Regions from separate parts of the Mus musculus genome. Here regions 2 and 3 are each linked to region 1. A link is a contact called in public HiChIP or PLAC-seq and promoter capture Hi-C data. All regions are on one chromosome and are shown on one strand. Each heading gives the region's core, a stretch centred on a gene start, on an enhancer-like site or on the middle of the called end of the contact. The rest is flanking DNA. Distances are from core to core; before and after follow the strand shown. Region 1 holds the start of Tarm1 (T cell-interacting, activating receptor on myeloid cells 1). Region 2 holds the start of Cacng7 (calcium channel, voltage-dependent, gamma subunit 7). Region 3 holds the start of Myadm (myeloid-associated differentiation marker).

What was found. HiChIP or PLAC-seq counts read pairs in DNA pulled down with a chosen protein or histone mark. Capture Hi-C pulls out chosen DNA fragments and counts their contacts.
Region 2: a contact with region 1 is called in a promoter capture Hi-C map of liver. The contact joins the promoter of Cacng7 here to the promoter of Tarm1 in region 1. A contact is called at or near these places in 6 of 39 promoter capture datasets (the 3T3-L1 cell line, 3T3-L1-derived adipocytes, hippocampal neurons and 1 more), 3 of 115 datasets of contacts at active chromatin or transcription factors (bone marrow-derived dendritic cells and embryonic stem cells) and 3 of 9 other capture datasets (adipose tissue, liver and macrophages).
Region 3: an H3K4me3 HiChIP or PLAC-seq map of bone marrow-derived macrophages shows a contact between it and region 1, with 4 times the contacts expected there. The contact joins the promoter of Myadm here to the promoter of Tarm1 in region 1. A contact is called at or near these places in 5 of 39 promoter capture datasets (the 3T3-L1 cell line, the HPC-7 cell line, hippocampal neurons and 1 more), 1 of 484 Hi-C or Micro-C datasets (macrophages), 5 of 115 datasets of contacts at active chromatin or transcription factors (bone marrow-derived dendritic cells, bone marrow-derived macrophages, embryonic stem cells and 1 more) and 1 of 9 other capture datasets (liver).

The regions. Positions count from the first base shown.
Region 1 is chr7:3,501,313-3,504,375 of GRCm38.p6, forward strand. Tarm1 (T cell-interacting, activating receptor on myeloid cells 1) reads right to left here and starts at 1,312. Exons shown (of 6, transcript NM_177363.4): 1 at 1,120-1,312. The coding sequence starts at 1,153.
Region 2 is chr7:3,331,313-3,334,374 of GRCm38.p6, forward strand. It overlaps Cacng7 (calcium channel, voltage-dependent, gamma subunit 7), which reads left to right and starts at 1,513. Exons shown (of 6, transcript NM_133189.5): 1 at 1,513-1,724.
Region 3 is chr7:3,289,039-3,292,292 of GRCm38.p6, forward strand. It overlaps Myadm (myeloid-associated differentiation marker), which reads left to right and starts at 1,517. Exons shown (of 3, transcript NM_016969.2): 1 at 1,517-1,592.

The DNA of each region.
Region 1 (3,063 bases), core at 62-2,561:
GTGGGTTAGGATGGTCTCACTATTTAGCTCCTGCTGGCCTGGAACTTGCTATGTAGACCAGGCTGACCTCAAACTCACAGAGATCCGCCTGTCTCTGCCTCCTCAGAACTAGGATTAAAGATGTTCTACTGTACATGCTTTGTTTCATTGTTTTACATACAGTCTCATATAACCCAGCTGGGCTCAAATTCACGACGGAACCAGATGACTTTGAACTCCTCCTGACTCCTCCTCTCTAGAGCTGGGATTACACCTTGCTAAGGAAAGTTATTTAATAACATTTGTCATCTATTGTAGTAGTAGTAGTAGTAGTAGTAGTAGTAGTAGTAGTATTTATTTATTTATTTATTTATTTATTTATTTATTTATTTATTAAAAAGAGCTAGACATGGTGGCACAAACCTGTAATCTCAGCATTTGGCAGGACGATCTCTGTAAGTTCAAGACCAGCTTGGTCTACATAGTAAGATCAACCAAGGCTGCATGGTAAGATCTTGTCTCAACAAATTTTAAAAATAAGTAAACAAGAAGGTCTTTCTGATGTTGGTCTCTGTCCTATCTCAATCATAACAAGTTGGCTTCGTATAAAAGAAAATAGCGGGCTGCTGACTCAACCTTGGCTAGCAACAGCACATAGAATTTCTAGTTTTGATTCCTTTACATTATATCTATGCTCTATCTGCTTTGTGTCTGTCTGTGCGTGTGTTGAAGGGAGGGGGGATGTTTATGTAGTCCAGGCATTCCTTAAACTCCCTACTTAGCTAAAGATGATCTTCAAATTTTATTTGCCTCTCTCCATCTACCATGTACCGGAGTTACAGGTTGCATGTCACTATTCTTGATTTATAGTACTGGGAATGGAACTAGGGCTTCACGTACACTTGGTAAGCACTACCAACAAAGCTACAGCCCCAGCCCCTATCTTTTCCCCATCTCTGTCTACTACATGTTGAGCATTTGTTTTGCCCTAACATGTACAGTGAACTCACTGAAATTTCTGGTTTGTCCTATGCACTCAGCACACTGATCTGGTGTAAATTCTGGCTTCAGTCCCCACCCAAGTATCTCACCAGCTTTATGATTTCCTGGAAACTGAGTGTCCCACCCTGAATAACTTACGGAGGCAGAGAAGGGAAAGGAGCCTAGAGATCATGGTGGCTCAGCGGCTGGTCCAAAGGTCTTCAGCAGGTCTACTATCAGCAGAAGAAAGTGGCCAGGACATCAGCATCCCCAAGCTCAGGGAGTAGGCAGGATTGGTTTTGAGATCGCTGCTCAGTTCCTTCCTCACACGTTCACTCGCAGGAAATGTGCTGATGCTATCTGTTGCAACATGTTCCTATAAACCCCTTCAGAGACTTGCCTCACTTGGTCCTCTTCCGTTTCAAATTTCAGGCCTTACACAAGTAATTTTCAAAGGGCCTAACACTGGGCTTGCTGGGTTTATACTGAGCTGAGATTTGTGTAAACTGAGAGTCATATATCATAGTCACTAGACGTTGGCCAATATTCCTTTCCTACTAGAGATGATCTGCCTCTCCTTACTGAGGAAAAGTGACAGAGCCCAGACAGTTTCTCTTTCCATTTTATTTTGCTGGATCTCATGTAGCCCAGGGCAGCCTCAAAATCACCATGTAACTGAAGATGACTATTTATTTATTTATTTATTTATTTATTTATTTATTATATGTAAGTACACTGTAGCTGTCCTCAGACGTACAGAAGAGGGCGTCAGATCTCATTACAGGTGGTTGTGAGCCACCATGTGGTTGCTAGGATTTGAACTCAGGACCTTCGGAAGAGCAGTCAGTGTTCTTACCCACTGAGCTATCTCTCCAGCCCTGAAGATGACCTTGAACTTCTGGTCTTCTTGCTTCTACCTCCTGATGGGATTATGGGTATGTGTCACCACATATGGTTTAGGCAGTGCTGGGAATTGAACCCTGGGCTTTGTGTTTGCTAGACAAGCACTCTACCAACAAAAGCCACAGTCAAAGGTCCCCAAATGCATTTCAAGCTACATGAGTGAACATTAGTCATGATGACATTTGCCTTTAATATTTGTTTTAGTATGAGAGTTTAGTTTAGTGTTTGTTTGGTTTGGTTTGAAACTAGGTCTCAATATATAGTCCAGGGTGGTCTCAAATTTCCCACTGATGAGGATGGTCTTGAACTTCTTATCCTTATGCTTCAATCTGGGTACTGGGGACAGAATTTTTCAGTCAAGGAAGCTGCTGAACACATGAAGATGCTCAGGTCAAGACTAGGCCCATGGCTCAGGAGTATAGTGCTTATCTGGGATGCATGAGTCACTAAGTTTAAACCCCAGTGCCATCACCAAAAACAATCTCAAAAAGAATTATCATGATTATTCATAAAAGATCAAATTGATAAAATGATACAATTATCATTATCCATAAAAGATCAGGGTGGAAGGAGCCCAATGAGGATGATAAATAAATCATAATATAATCATAAAAGTGAATGATCTCAAGCTTCCACAAAAATAAATAAATAAATAAATAAAATACATGTAAGACCATGAAATCTCAGAAGTAACATGGAGTGTGAAAGAACTTGGACACAAAGAATGCATGTGGTCCAACTCTAGCTATCCTGGTCAACTGCAGGCAAAACCCAGTCACAGAAAAATTCAAAATGGATTATCTAAGAAGAAGTAGAAATTGACTATAGAGAGGAGGGCCAAGAACACTTTTAAGAGCGCTAAAATAGTCTAGTTTTTTATCTACACAATGTGTACACCAAGGTGGGAGAAAAAGATCTGATAAATTATAGGCATGGCAGATGATAGATATAGATGAATGGTCGACAGATAGAAAAGAAGATAGGTAGGGAGAGAGAGAGACAGAGACAGAGAGACAGAGAGAGAGATAGGTAGATGATAGATGTAGGTAGAACAGACAGACATATAGGCAGACAGACAATGTCATAGTTTAGATTTGGAATGGCTATTTTCAGCTTAAGAGATCAGGAATCTTCAAAAGATGGGTGGGGCCTTATAAAAGATCTTGAATCTCTAGAAGTATGCCCTTGAAGGAGACAGCA
Region 2 (3,062 bases), core at 263-2,762, 170 kb before region 1:
TTGACCAGTGTGTCAGCAAGTGATCGACCCTCCACCCAGTTACCACACACTCATATTCACCCAGAGCAAAGTGCAGATACAGACAACATACACCAGAATCTAGAGAAGTCCTGGTAAGAAATATGAAAAGCTAGCCTACTGTGGGGAGACAGACTTGTTCAGAAGGACCCCATGTTACAGAAGGTGAGAGAACCAGAACCTGGAAGCTTGGGAACCAGTTAGCAAGGCAGAAGACAGGCAGAAACGTCCTCCCGGCCTCTTTCTCCCCTGACCCACTTTGCAAGTACGTGTGGAGGAGAGCAGGGAGTGAAGGGGACCAATCAAGATAAGACTACGTTTCCCAGCAGACATCGCAGAAGACCCTGCCCCCCTCCCCAGGTGCTGTCCTCTGGCCGCCAGGGCTGATGGGGAATGTAGTCTCTGGATCGGGCAAGCCAGCAGAATGGTGCCCCTGTCAGTGTGTTTGGAGGGGACAGAACCTCAAAAGCTTAGCAGGTTCCTTTGAAGGCCTGGCATCTCTCCTCCGGATCTTCGAGTCTCACTCCAACTGGAGGCTGAGGTTACCCCTTTCTCTGGTATCACCTCTCCTGTACTCTTATCACGTTCCTGAAAGCCCCAGTCCAAGTTTCGACCCTCGGCGGGCAGCCTGCCCCTTTAAGAGTGGCCCCGCTGACATCACGGCGGGGGGGGGGGGTGCTGGCCCCGCTCCCAGCTCCGCGGCGGCTGCAGGACCCGGCTCTGCTCTGCGCCTGCCCGCCAGCTGCTCTAGGGACCCGGCCCGGGACGCCCCTTCCCGCCTTCTTCAGCTGCCCAGACCCCCAGGCTCCGCCCCTTGCCTGGCTACAGCCCCAGTCCTCGTCAGGGGGATATCCCATCCTGGCTTGCCCCTGCTGTCTCTCCTCAGAAAGTCAGTCTCTCTCTCTCTCTCTCTCTCTCTCTCTCTCTCTCTCTCTCTCTCGTCTATTTCTCTCTATTTTTCTATTTCCCCATCCCATCTCCTACAAGCTTAAGGTCCCTGGATTTCAGTTTCCTTTGGTCCAAGGCCTCTGAGCTCTCCTTGCCTGGATTTTGGGGCTCTCTGACCTCTCTACTCCCAGGGCCTCAAAATCTCTGAGCCGCTGGAGTGGTGGGGGTGGGGACACCTGAAACTACTCCATCTCTGTCTCCTCTTTTCTGTCTGTCTTTTCTAGTCTCAGGACGCGTGAGTTCCAGAAAATATTTCTCTCTCTCTCTCTTCTCTCTTCTCTCTCTCTCTTCTCTCTTCTCTCTTCTCTCTTCTCTCTTCTCTCTTCTCTCTTTTCTCTTCTCTCGCTCTCTCGCTCTCGCTCTCGCTCTTGCTCTCTCTCTCCTTCTTGGGCTCTCTGCCTCTGTTTCTATTCTCTCTCCCTCCCTGCCTGCCTCCCTGCCTTCCCCCCATCCTGAAGGCTCATCTCATTCCCTCGCTGCATCCTTCTCCCTCCCTTCCCGCCCCTCCCCTCCTCCGCATTAGCCAATGAGCGGCCGCTGGTCCCTGCTCCCGGCTGCGTCCGCTGAGTGAGGCCGCGGGCGAGGGGGGTGGGGGGTGGGAGGCCCGGAGGGGGCCGGGACGCCGGGCTCGGGGGCGGGGGCGGGGGGCGCGGGCACCGGAGACCCCGGTGGCGGCAGCGGCGGCCGGGGAAAACCGCGGGGCCGGTCATGCGGCTGCGGGGCCCGCGGCCCGGAGCGTCCGCCCAGCCCTGAGAGAGGTAAGAGCGAGGGGAGGGTCCGGTGAGGCAAGGGGGCTCCGAGCTAGACCACTCTCAGCCGGAATTGGGGCTCGGGGGAGGTTAGAGGGGCTCCAGGTATGGGATCCTGAGGATTTCAATGTTGAATTTGGGAAGGTTTTGGCGGATAGAGGAACATTTGGGCCTGGTGGATCCCGGAGGACCTGGGGTCCGAGGGTCCGAGAGTAAGAAAACAAACTCGGTGTTTGAGAGTTAAGAGACCGTCGCCACTGGGTAGGCTCTAGGCGGGGTCTTTGAGGAAGCGGATCACGACGAAGGAGGAGGGCCCAGGCCGGTAAGAGCAAGCCGTGAGTCTGGGAAAGGGTCCTAAATAAAGCGGAGAGTTACGGACTCCAAGGATATCGAAGGGAGATGGAGTTTGGACTTGGGCTTTGAGGAATGGCACTTGAGCCATTCAGATATCCAGATCGCGGAAACGCTGGCGTAAAGGATCAATCAGAAGGAGATTCCAGGCCTGGTGATGGTGGAGGTGGGGGTGTCCCAGAGGTGGAATGGCAGCAGAATAAAGAGCTGTGTGGGTCAGGTAGAAAGAAGATGAACTGGACGTGAGAAGGAATGGGATTAATGTAAGAAGTGAGGGGAATTGGAAAGGTCCAGCTCCCCAACTGCTAGTCTAGTAGGAGGAGCAGACCCGAAGGCTGAGGTCAGCTCCCCAGACCAAGACAGTCCGGTGATTGGGTAGATAATGCTTGTATGAGCTGAGTACTGAAAGCAGAGCAGGCAGCTGGCGGTCAAGCCCCAGAGCCACTTGAAGGGGGATGGGAAGAAAAGCTAGACAGCTCTGTTAAATCTAGATCTTTGGGTCCTCCACGAGGCTGGGGCTGAAAGTGAGGGGTTCTGGACCTAAGAACCCCAGGATGTAAGTGGTGACTCTGATTCTATGGTCTTTATTGGGATGGAGTAGAATCCAAAAGCTTACAGAATTCTGATGGAGCCAAGTAGAGTCTCATGTCTTAATTGCATATTGGGAAAATGTTTGGGGGAGGTGTCTCAAACTTTGTAATGAAAAAGATGGTGGGTGGGAGCTGGAGAGATAGTTTAGTTAAGAACACTTGCTGCTCTTCCAGAAGACTCGAGTTTGTTTCACAGCACCTGTCAGGTGATTCACAATTGTCTCTCAACACTAGCTCCAGAGGCCCCATCACCTCTGGCTTCTTCCAATGTATCCATCACCTCTAGACTCGGGTACATTCTCTTGAACATACCCCACATGTAGACACACACACCTACCCAGAGTTTGTTTTTTAAGGGGATGGGTATATCTCTGGTCATAGAGGACTCTGGCTGAGAGTAGCTTGG
Region 3 (3,254 bases), core at 267-2,766, 210 kb before region 1:
AAGCACGAAGCAAGAAGCAAGCGTCCAGGTCCCCTCTCCAGCTCCTCCCTCCTCTGTAGGACACGAAGCTGGCTGTAGTGAGCTCTTGGACCCCTTCGAACCCCCACCTCCCACCCCCTTCGCGAAGCTCCTAGCTTCCTCTCTAGGGCTAGGACTATAAACCTCTCCAGTCTTCCTGGAAGGTAACCAGAAGCAGCCGCCGGGAAGAGACAAGCAGCCGCAGCCGCCACTAGGCCCCGCCCAGCAGCAGCAGAGCAAGGCCGCGCCCGGGACCGCTGCAGAGCGGGGTGAGTGAGTGCAGCCAGGAGGGAGGGAACCAGGTGTCCTGGGTCTCCGCCCTGCCCAGGGGGCCAGCATTGGGACCTTTAGGAGAGACCTAAAGGTCCCTCCAGCATCGCGACCTTCAGCTTCTTTTCCCATCTGGCTCAGTCGAGTTCTTTCAGGCCCTTAAATCCGACTTTTTTTTTTTTTTTTTTTCCCAATCCTGCATCTCTTTCCTGCTTTTGCCCCTCTCCTCCCGGTACTATAGGGCCCGAGGAATCCTTCCCATATGATAGAACCTAGAATCCAGAGCTCCGGGCCCTAGCCCTGTCCTCATAAAGATTCTGAGTCTCTCCCTTTGTCCTGAAGGCAGGAATTCAGGCCAAAAATAGCGTGCCCTTCTAGACTCAGGCAACCAACCAACCAACCACATATGTTTTGAAAACTGAACGCTCAGAAATCTGGTACCCTCCCTCCAAATTTCCAGGAATTTAGCTACTATCCATCATCCTTTCGCGTCTCCTGGCTGTGATCTTCTGAGACTTGGCCCAAGGGTCCTCAGGCCATGATTACAGTGTAATTGGAGATATGGCCCACTCTCTATGCAGACCCCTAAACGAAGGAATCTAGTCTTTGTTTTTTGGGGGTGGGCCCTCACTAGTCAAGGTAGCTTAAGCTCAAGGCCTGGCACCCTAAATTCTGCTTCAGGTAGACAAGACTCCGTTAAACAGAGGTCTAGCTGACCCTCAAACTGCTGGGACCTGGATGTGTAAGATTTCCTTTTTCTGGGTATCGTGGGGGAACTGATAGACAGAGGCGTGGGGCGGAGAGCGGGAGAACTGAATGAGAGGTGAGACTAGGCGTGGGGACCCGGCTTAGTGGGGGGGGGGCGACGACTCTATCTGAAACAAATCATAAACAAGTACGTTTCTATGGCAACAGCATTCTCCGGTCTACCCTGAAGATTTCTTTCTAGAGCTATGACAGGGAGGATAGCCCCCAGGAGACCCCACCCCTCCAGCTGCTGTGTCTTCCTGTTTTGTCTCCACGGCTACGGTGACCTCAGCTCTGCACCCCCTCACTGGTAGGGCGGGAGATCCAGGACGCTAGCCTTCTGGGGGCGTGGTGTGGCATTAGCCCCGCCTTCGGGGCCTACCAGGGATAGCCTGAATGAAGGGAAAGTCCCTTTTCACCGCCCTAGCCAGGCCCAAACCCCGCCCACAACCCCTCCCTCGCGCGCTCCTCAGCTGGCCAACTCCACCCAGTCCTAAGACCCTTTTGGTCTGCAGCTGTCGTCCTTGTTTGTGCTACAGTCGCCACTGCCTGGAGAGGTAAAGCTGCAGGGACCCCCAAAGGGAAGGAGTTGTGGTCCAGGATCCTTGGTTCTAGAAAGAGGAGTGGGCACGGATTCAGGTGTCTGGATCCCTAGAAACACTGCAGTTGGACCAGGACTCAAGCTCTGGATGAAAGGCTGAACATCTGAGCTCATACAGGTCATACATGGGAAAGAAGAGGGACTGGGGAGTGGGCACGTGGGTATGAGGAAGGACGGTGGTACTTGGACCCTTGAGGCTGAGAGCGGTAGGATGGGATCTAGACTCCTAGGTCTGACCAAAAAGGTTTGGGATCTGTATTTAAGATGGGTCTCAGGGAGGAGGGCAGGATTCAGACCTTAATCTGGAGGAAGTTGGGGGTCTGAATTTGTTCTGAGGGAGAAGGTACTGGAGTTTGAATTGGGACGGAAGAAGGGAGGGGCTGGGATCTCGACTCTTGGTTTGAAGACTCGGAAAGATTGAGTATAGATCCCTGAATCCGAGAAGATGGAACTCCTGGATGCTTATACCTGGTGCTTATACCTGGAGGGACTCAGGAGGGGAAAGTCCTTGTTCTGACCCTCCCAGAGGCCTGCACCCGCACTAGAGTATGGGGGGGGGGCTGGGGGGAGGGAGGTAGGAATCTTTGAAGGCTTACGGCTGAGCCCACCACTGGTGTGAGGCGTGGCCTGGAGTCTGTTCAGGGCTGTGCCCAGCATGTGCCCTGTCTGTGGAGTGATGGATGACCTCAGGAGTGTGGCATTGGGGATGGTAGCAGGGGTGCTGGGTGTGGCCCTGAGAGTGGAACTAGACCTAGGAGGAAACTCTAGGGGCGTTTCCTCACCCTGCTTATGTCTTTAGCTGAGCATTCCTGAGCAATGACTTCAAACGATGCTGGAGGCCTCTATCACTAGTTCCGTTACCTCTCCTAAGGTCTTCCTTTCTTTCTATTCCTCCTTTCCTAACTTTTCTCCCTGACAGAAGGATTTATGCTGGACACTAACCCGCCATTTTTGTTTTTGTTTAAAAAATTTTAAAGACAGGCTTTATGTATATAGCCTTTGTAGTCCTGGAACTCGCTATGTAGACCTGGCTGGCCCTGAACTTGTAGAGATCCGTCTGCCTCTTCCTCCTAAATGCTGAGATTACAGGCGATCTGTTGCCCACTTATTATAGTGCGGGGTGCCTGGCTTCCCAAAAAAACCAATCCTGGTGGGAGCTGGGGGTTTCTGCCTTTCTGTCTCAACTCCCAAGTGCCCTGGAGGCTTCTAGTTCCCAGGGAGAATTGCAACTCCTGCATGAGTTCTTGCCTGGAGCCAAGGAAGAGCTGTGTCCTGGAGCTCCATCAGATTGAAGGAGTTTTAAGGAGTCTCATTCCCTTAGCCCCAGTCCCACCCATTAGGGGTTGAACCTAGTACCTCACACATGCTAGTCAAATACTCTACTTAAAACCTCACCACTACTGACTTCCTTTCCCCCCATCCCCACCCCCACCCCTTGGTGGTCTTGAACTCTCTCTGTGACCCCAAGAAGGCCTCGAATTTCCAATCCTGCCTCTACCGGTGCTTTGGGAACACTGTTCTGCACTCCCAGGCCAGACTTTCCTCATTCTGAAAGGACTCAGAGTTCAAAAAAAGATTTTTCCCTTAATCCCAGCACTCAGGGGACAGAGGCACGCAG